Regions from separate parts of the Mus musculus genome. Here regions 1 and 2 are each linked to region 3. A link is a contact called in public Hi-C and HiChIP or PLAC-seq data. All regions are on one chromosome and are shown on one strand. The core of a region is the stretch at or near the end of the contact, and the rest is flanking DNA. Distances in the headings are between cores, read along the strand shown.

Region 1 (2,700 bases), core at 56-2,555, 91 kb after region 3:
TGAGCAGTCTTTCTAGACTTTCAATTAATCTTAAGGAATGCATATGGATTGCAAGTTTAGGCAGACTCCTCGGAGCTCCTGTCAATAGGCATTATAACTACTACTACTACTACTACTACTACTACTACTACTACTACTACTATTATTGACAATAGATCAACACACAGCCCTGAACTCTCAGTCTTTCTGCTTCAGTCTCCCAAGTGCACACAGGCATGTTCCACCATATTTAGGCAGAGTTACAGTTTTGTCAGATTAAAAGTTTCTGAGATTGTTTTTGCACGGTTACATGACTATATTTAACACTACTAAAGCTAACATTTAAAATGGTTAAAATAGCAAATTTTATTGTAGACCATGACCTAAAAATTGTGTAATCCAGTTATAGTAATACAAAGCTACAATCACAACACTCAGGAGGCTGAGGCAAGAGGATCATGAATTTGGGGCCAGCCTGGGTTGCACAGGGAGATGCAATCTCAAAACAAAACAAAAATAGAGTAGAACAGCAACAAAATGAGAGGGGAGGGGGAATATGGATATCGGGAATTCTCTACTTAATAACATCTCCCCAAATCCCTGTGCTTCCACACTATGGCCACCTCAGATCTGCTTTCTGTTGCTATGTTCCTGGTCACTCTAGGTACCCTACATGGCTGAAATCAGGGAGCATTAGCCTTATGTGGCTGTCTTGTTTCACTCATCATAAGGTCTTAAAGTTTCTTGCCCACTTGGGGCATCAGAATTTCCTTCCCTATGAAAGGCAAGGATACACCTCTGAACACCAATCACTTCTTTAATTTGTTATTGCTCAGCCAGCAGGGGACACCTGAATGGCTTCTATACTTGACTTCTGGAGTCATACTGTGTCACTGTGGTTGCACATATATGCCAATTGGAGTCCCTGTTTTCTGTTTCTTCCTGTGCATGCCCAGGACCCTCTGAACCACATGATAATTCTGTCTTTTGTTTTCTTGAGGACCCGCCATTTTGTTTCCAGCTCTAGACTCAAAACACTGCAGGAGTACAGACGCCATGAATCTCTGCTTACATAGAGGGCATTAGGGGCCCCAGCAAAAGTCCCCTTTCTGTCTCTTATGGGAGCTGGTGGCTCAGCTAGTCTGGAATCAGATGTTTGGGGATTTTGTATCTTGAAGATGGCCATGCGGACTGCTCACTGGTGTTTGATCCCTGATGATAGCTGGGGCCTAAACTAGTTTCTCTACAACTTTACTGACATGGAATGACTAAGCACTGTAAGCACACCTCTGGGTGTGTCTATGAGGAAGTTTCCAAAAAAAAAAAAAAAAAAAAAAAAAAAAGGCCTGAGGAGGGGAAGACCCACCCTGAATGTGGGAGGCACCGTCCCAGGGTCTAGGGACCTGGACTGGAATAAAAGGAGGGGTAAGCTCAGAGCCAGTTTTCACTTCTCTGTATCCTTATAGCAGATACAATGTAACCCAGCCATACTCCTGCCGGCTGCCTCCCCACCTAGGGTGAACTAATTAGTCCACCGGTGAGCCCAAAAACACCCTTCCTTCCTGAAACTGCTTTTGTTAGGTGTTTTGTAACAACAACAGAAAAAGTAGTTAATTCAGGAATGTTAAAGAGTACAGGGCCACCCTGAAAGTCACAAAACTGGCTAGCCACATACAAGCCTAGTGTATTCTAGGTCCCCAGGACCTGGATCCTTTCCTGCTTCTGAAAGCAGAGCCTTCCTTTCTGGTCTGCAGAGCCTTGCATGTTGATAGGGCACAGAGGGGTGGAGGGCACAGGTCACAGGTACTTTGAAAAAACTCAGGTGTCTTCCTCTCTGTGTCTCCCCCTGAAAGATGCGGGGAATGCAGTTGGTCCATGGGGGACTTGCAGTTTTGGTCTCTTCTTCAGCTACTGGGGCACACCTGTCAGCCCCAGAGTCTCAGAAGCCAACTGATCATGGCTTTCTTAATTCCAGGAGGTAAACTGATGTCTTGGGAACTAAAAGCCATGCTAAGAGAATGAACAAGAATTTCAGGGCCCAGGCTGCTTCTGTCCCAGTCTGGCCATGCCTGGGTAGGGGTGCCATGACATCTAAGCTCAGGACCCTCCCCCAGAATCAGCACTGCTGGGAACCCAGGACCTCAGCCTTCCAGCTCTGGGCACACCCTGAGCTCCTCAGGTTAGCCTGCCACCCCAAGGCCCATTAAGAATGCATAAGTGCTGTATGTGAGTGGGACCTGAAGATGCTGGGTCTCTGATAAGCCTTCTCACTTAGTGCCCTTTGCTGCCCTAGCTGGGCAGCCCTGTGGAAACATTGGTGGTGGCTGCCATCACTTATTCATTACAGAGCCACTTATGCAGCTGCTCCAGCCTTCTGCTAAGAATGGATTCCTTTTCCTCCCCTCCCAAGTCCCCATTTCTAGAGCCTTCTCCTCGCCCAGGCTTCTCCTTCCTACTTTGATCTGTTCTGAACTTCTGTGTACGGAGCAGCAGTTCTCAGAGGACAGATGTGGATATGTGGAACTGAGAACTTGTTATATGAATGGGAGACCCTGGGTAGCCTTCCTGCCTCTGGGACTGTGTTGAGGAGCAGGCTGGAGGACTCTAGCCTGGCGTGGATCAGTGGCAAGGTGGATGGTCCTGCTACAGGATGGAGGATGGAGAGGACAGGGTGGTCTGGGATTCTGGATTGGGCTCTGTTTGTTGTTGACTGTGTGGCCT
Region 2 (2,700 bases), core at 145-2,644, 110 kb after region 3:
TGTCTTTGAGGGAAATTGTTCCAAAACAGTCCTGTGCTCTCAAGATGCATTGACAAGTCATGCAGATGTATCTCACTGCATCTGGAAGCGTAGGTGTCCATCTTCCTTAATCCACTCAATGGTTTGTCCACTGCCACTCCCCAGGAGGGGCTGGGCCCTGCGTTTGGGCAAAACTGTGGGCAGCTCTTCAGAGCCTCTCAGTCCCACTTGGATCACAGCACCCCTCCCCCCCTTTTCTCTTTTGCCTTTGTATCTCAGGGCATACTAACAACTTTGACAGGGAGTGGCAGAGACAAGCCTTCCCACTGTCCCTCCCTGCTACTGTTGGTGAATGGAAGAGGGTCCTCACATTCTGGCTGGTTCTTTACTGTTCCGGCCAAGTGCTCTGCTTCCCTCTGTCTCTGTCTGTCTGTCTGTCTGTCTCTGTCTGTCTGTCTCTGTCTCTCTGTCTGTCTGTCTCTCTTTGTCTCTGTCTGTCTCTGTCTCCATCTCTCTCTCTCTGCAGTGTACTACATAGATGTCATCAGGTATCTCCCAGAGTGTGACAGTTTGACCAGCCTGTCCTACCATCAAGCTTCCAGAACCATCTCTCCTCCTCCCCTATGTGCCTCGCTTTTATGTGGGTTCTGGTGATCTGAACTCGGTTCCTCCTGCTTGCAAGGCAGGTGTTTACTGACAGGACCATCTCCCCAGCCGCTGATTTTCCCACTTCTGAGACTTACACCATTTGCTCGGAAGGCAGCTTGGCAAGGGCGAAAAGTCTTTTTCAGCCCACAGAGTGTCACAGGCCTCAAAGCCCAATCCTTGGTCTGTTTTTAACCCACTAACCTTCATTAACGTATGCCTCTGCAGCATGGGGGCAGGCCATTGTGTCTGCCTGTCCCTCATATGCTGGGAGATAGAAAGCCTGCCATCACACTGAAGTGCCGAGTTCTGTGGCCAAACTCAGTTATACAAATCCCTTATCCAGAGTTGTACCGATAAATGTCTAATAACCAACTCTTCACAAGGCCTAAGGCCCTGCTTTCTAATGTTTGATCATTTCCTTTGTGTTATTTTCCTTATAGCCTACTCTGTGAAACCCCCTGAACATGGAGACAGAGGTGCTCAGAATGCCTTCTTATGCCCGCCTATGGCTGCCTTTCTTCTAGACATAAAGCAGCCTACATGGAGAGAGAATCTAGATCAAGGTCAGGCAATAGGCCTAAGGGCTCCAGTGTCCAGCACTCAGTATGTGCCAGAAGTGAGGCTGTAATTAACCAAACTGAATGAGGAGACTAGGCACTGGGAAGACAAGAAGCAGTTTTGGAAGAGCAATGTGACGTGCCAGGAGACCAAGAACAGATCGCTTAGGAAAGCACAGGGCCCTAGATGATGATGGACAGGGTCCCCACGTGTCTGGAATACAGCATTGCCTCCTGAGGCGCTCTTCCCAGGCTTGGCAAGGGAGGCTCTGTACATGATGATGAGGGAGCTGGTCAAACAGACAGGTGTTCCCTGAACCTCAGGGATGACGTGTGAGCAGGCCAAGCCAGGAAAGGGCATGCCTAATCTCTGTGATTGTTGGTACCTCAATTCTGATGATGGTCCTGTGAGAGGATGGTGCCAAGGGCCCGGGGGGTGGGGTGGGGTGGGAGGAATGCCCTGGCTGACATCATCTGCTATTTCTGGACCGACTCACTGCCTCCTCCTGTGGGAACTTCCTTCAGGACATAAATCATGTAGTCTTCTCATGACTACCTCATTCTCCTGAGGAAACACAGGGAATTTGAGTTCACGAAGCCAAATGAGGTCTGGGTGTCCTCTGGAAACAGTGCTGGGGATGGAGAGAAGAATGTCAACTCTTGATCAGCATTCAAGTCACATCACTGCCCCTTAGAAAGCTCCAGAGTCTTGGATAAGTCAATTCCCTTCTCTGTCATTCCTTTCTCACAAATGGGCTGACGATAACGAATGATATCCCATCATGCCCGAGCCCTTGAAGGCTGTGCATGATGAAGGCTGGTGGTTAATCTGTGAAAGCCTGTGTGAACTCCCTTTCTGGTCCTTTCTTGGCTTGCAGTGGGTGGTTCACAGGGGCTGCAGCTGGGGAGCTACCTTGTGATCACATGGAGTATTTAGGAGGAGTGAGGCATGCTGGGAGTGACTAGATGCCTTCAATCCCAGAACCTCAGGCTTTCCTTGGAAATCCCTCGGTTATGCAGGGCTCAGCAGCCAGGAGGGTTGCCTAGGTCTTCACCAGGCTATCTTCTTGAGCAGAGGTGACAGGATTGTCTATCACCTGTTTGTTCACTGTCTGGCTCTGTGTATCTCTCACAACTGTCTGTCTATCTGTCCTGGGGAAAGACTGTAAGGCTTGTTAGCTGCCTGCTGCCTGCTTTTCTGCAAAGCCTGCCTGACTTCCTGTCTTTCTGTCAGTCTTACTCAACATGCCTTCCTGTCTCCTGAGTGCAGCTGATTCTCTCGCACCTGGGCTCCATTTTATGATGTGAGTGACAGAGAGGTGACAAATGAGAGCAAGAGACTGACAGGCGGGAGCACACATGTACAGGGGATGGAACATTTGCACACACAGAGTCTTGACAGCTGGGTCATCCCCTTAGAGACAGGGTCAGTCCAGGTCTCCTTTACCTCAGGGGGATGGCTGAGTACCACACCCCCCCCCCCCAAACTGAGAAACTAGCCAGCATCCCTGATTAT
Region 3 (2,700 bases), core at 139-2,638:
TGCGGAGCAAAAACGAATTAAGAGACCGTGGGGAGGTTCACAGCACACTCAAATCAGGCTGCCAGGGACTGCACAGATTCGGGCAAAAGCTGACCACTACAAACGGACGGTTCTCTCAAACATCCAGATGGCTCGCTCCACTAAGGCCTTCTCCAATTCTGTCCTTGGCTCACCCTCTCGGGAGTGGGGCATCAGAGTCTTATATCCCTAGCTAGTCCTTTGCTGGTTGGGGAATTGTCCCGGGTCAGCTGGTTTCACTTGGGCGCAGCAGAGGGCCGCTTCCCCGCCGCCCCTGCCCCCTTGCTTCCACAGCTCCCTTTCTCTCGTTTAGGTTTGCGCCCCTCTCCTCCTGGAGCATCTCCAGCTTGCGGAAGCCCGCCGCAGCGCCCTCCTGGCTCATCTTGAGTTCCCACTCTGGGTGGGGGAGGTTGTCCTACTACCCCCTGCCTCCAACCTTCATATCCCCCATCTCACTGCTGGGGCGCACCATCCCCGGGTTCCTCCCTCCGTCACCCCTTTCCGGCAGAGCCCAGAGCCCAGGGCGAGCCTGGGGAGCAGACGCAACAGATTGCAGAACGCTGGAGCGCGGCCCCGCTGCCTTCGCGCGCCGCCAGTCTCCCGGCCCGCGCCCGCTGCCCAGACCCCCGCCCGACTTGCTCTGCGAGCCGGCCGGCCATTGAGATGCTGCTCACAAGCCTCCCGGGCCCCAACCGTGCGCGTCCCTGTCCTAGGCCCGCCGCAGGAAGCCAGACAGCCGGCGGCACGGCCCGCACCCGCCTGCGCGCCGGGCCCGGAAGCCGCGATCTCGCCGGTCCCAGTGGTCCCCAGCCCCTCGCGCTGCATGGGGAGCTGCGGCCGGGTACCCGAGACTCGACCTAGCTGATCTCTCGCACCCCTCTAGATATCCGTGAGCTGACACGCCCCCAGGGTCTCGGGTTTTTCCCTGAATTCTAACTCTGAGACCGAGGAATCTACCCCCCCCCCGCCCCAATCTCCCCTGGACCGACCTCGGTCCCCTCAGCGGACTCCCGCTGCAGCCGGGAACCGTGCTGGTAGCGACGGCGGAGAGTCCAGGGGAACACTGGGATGAGGTGCTCCTTCCTTCGGTTCTCTCTGCGCCCCCTCCAGGGGCGCCCGCCGCATCTTCACCCCGAGTCTGCGCCGCGACACTTACCGTGGGCGAGCAGCACAGAGAGGCAGAGTAGGGCGGCGCCGCGGCGGCCCGACATCCCTGGGGCCATGGCCGAAGCGGGGGCAGGAGGGGTCCGAGGGTGTAGAGATCCACGGCGAATTGGTCTCAGGCTGGGCTCGGTCGCCTCCAACTCACTGGCGCCCAGCTGTGTCTGTTGAGGCTTCGGGGGCCAGAAAGCGCAATTCGGGGACACTTTGAGGGGAGGGGCGTCCCGGGCACCACCGGCTACACCCTCGGAGCCGGCGGGGGCGCAGCTCGGGGCGGGAGGAGTCTCCACCTCCCCGGGCTGGTGCCCCCTGCAGGATCTGCGAGGAGAGGGGGGAGCCGCACGTGCGGTCCCAGGGCCCGGTGGCCACCAACGTCCCGGTGGCTGCCGAGGGCCGCGTGCCGAAGCCCCTGGCCTCGCCGCGCCGCTCAGATCCGTACTCGCTCGTAGGTACAGAACCCCAACGCGAACTCGAATCGCCTCGGTTTCGGTGGTAACCCCACATGCACAGCGCGGCTTTCTTCCTCTCCCAAGCGCCCTGCAGCAGTAGGGAAAATCCCAGGTCGGGAGGAAACGGATGATTTCTTTCGCAAAGAGAGAAAATCCAGGCAACTTTAATCCATCCGGGGAAGGAAAAGTTTCCTTGCAGGGATGAGACAGGCGACGCGGGTCGCCACCACCCTAGGCGACGCCCAGACGAAACGTCTGAGGTGGGGGACCAGATGTTTGTCCCTTCGCAGTGCTCGGTCTTGGACTCCAGCACTCTCTCCAGTCTCGACCGGGGTCTGCGCTAGCACAGGCCAACTCGGCGCCGCCTGGCCAGGCTGGGGTTCGGTGGCTGGAGCAAGGGTGGAGCTCTAGGCACTCGCTGCCCCATGGAGATGAAGCTAGGAGAAGCGAAGGAGCGGAAGCGCCAGCTAAGGCGCCCCAGCTCGAGCCGTTTCTTCCCAGAGCGTCTCCTCCAGTATCCAGCCCGTAAGCGTTGTAGGATGAGAGATGGGGTGGTCAGCCCTCGGCAGCACCGGCTACCCTTTTCTTTCCTCTCCGGTAGGGTGTCGCTGTCTCAGCACAGGGGTACCTTGCCCCGCCTCACACCTCTCCTCGCTTTCCCGGGGGAACCTACACAAACCTTGAACTTTTCCGAGGTTCACAGTCTCCGATCCCTCGTCCTACCCATCACCCCCGCCTTGCCCCTGGACACCCGCTCGCCCGTTGCCTCGGTGCGGCAGGGCACAGGCTGTCGCTCTTTCGGAGTCAGTCTGGGCGAGTAGATCGCCGCTCCAGTCCCAGCTACGGGTGGCAAGAAGCGGGAGCGCGGCCAGTGGGCTAAGGCAACCGCACCTGCGCAGCCCCTGGCCGGAGAGGCAGCAGCGGGTACCTAGGCGGCCTAGAAAAGATAGAGATGCCGATAGGGGTCCAGCTCTCCTTGGACGTGGGGTTGGGGAAGAAGAAGAATCAAGGACCAGAGGAAAAAAAAAAGAGGCGGGGGAGCCACAGTTGACCGAAGCAGTCGCTGCCACCT

Evidence for each region. A called contact is a pair of places that touch in the nucleus more often than the background predicts. HiChIP or PLAC-seq counts read pairs in DNA pulled down with a chosen protein or histone mark.
Region 1: a contact with region 3 is called in an H3K27ac HiChIP or PLAC-seq map of embryonic stem cells, with 5 read pairs. The contact joins the enhancer-like site here to the promoter of Tmem132e in region 3. A contact is called at or near these places in 2 of 484 Hi-C or Micro-C datasets (nephron progenitors and pancreatic cancer cells), 4 of 115 datasets of contacts at active chromatin or transcription factors (embryonic hindbrain, embryonic stem cells, forebrain and 1 more) and 3 of 9 other capture datasets (adipose tissue, liver and pancreatic islet).
Region 2: a contact with region 3 is called in a Hi-C map of cerebral cortex, with 2.8 times the contacts expected there. The contact joins the enhancer-like site here to the promoter of Tmem132e in region 3. A contact is called at or near these places in 1 of 39 promoter capture datasets (hippocampal neurons), 1 of 15 datasets of contacts at CTCF or cohesin (large pre-B cells), 3 of 484 Hi-C or Micro-C datasets (cerebral cortex, immediate neuronal precursor and nephron progenitors), 11 of 115 datasets of contacts at active chromatin or transcription factors (the 230-238 cell line, SST interneurons, embryonic forebrain and 8 more) and 2 of 9 other capture datasets (adipose tissue and pancreatic islet).

Annotation. Positions count from the first base shown.
Region 1 is chr11:82,296,721-82,299,420 of GRCm38.p6, reverse strand. No RefSeq gene overlaps it. Among named protein-coding and RNA genes, the nearest start is that of Gm38577, 89 kb to the left of the region's middle. Within about 2 kb of position 1,305, at least 6 of the 459 cell types and tissues checked have an H3K27ac peak or open chromatin away from gene starts, as enhancers often do. A contact at or near this core is called in embryonic stem cells, where this site is marked.
Region 2 is chr11:82,273,300-82,275,999 of GRCm38.p6, reverse strand. No RefSeq gene overlaps it. Among named protein-coding and RNA genes, the nearest start is that of Ccl1, 95 kb to the right of the region's middle. Within about 2 kb of position 1,394, at least 9 of the 459 cell types and tissues checked have an H3K27ac peak or open chromatin away from gene starts, as enhancers often do. A contact at or near this core is called in cerebral cortex and oligodendrocyte precursor cells, where this site is marked.
Region 3 is chr11:82,387,588-82,390,287 of GRCm38.p6, reverse strand. It overlaps Tmem132e (transmembrane protein 132E), which reads right to left and starts at 1,388. Exons shown (of 9, transcript NM_001304439.1): 1 at 1,175-1,388. The coding sequence starts at 1,241.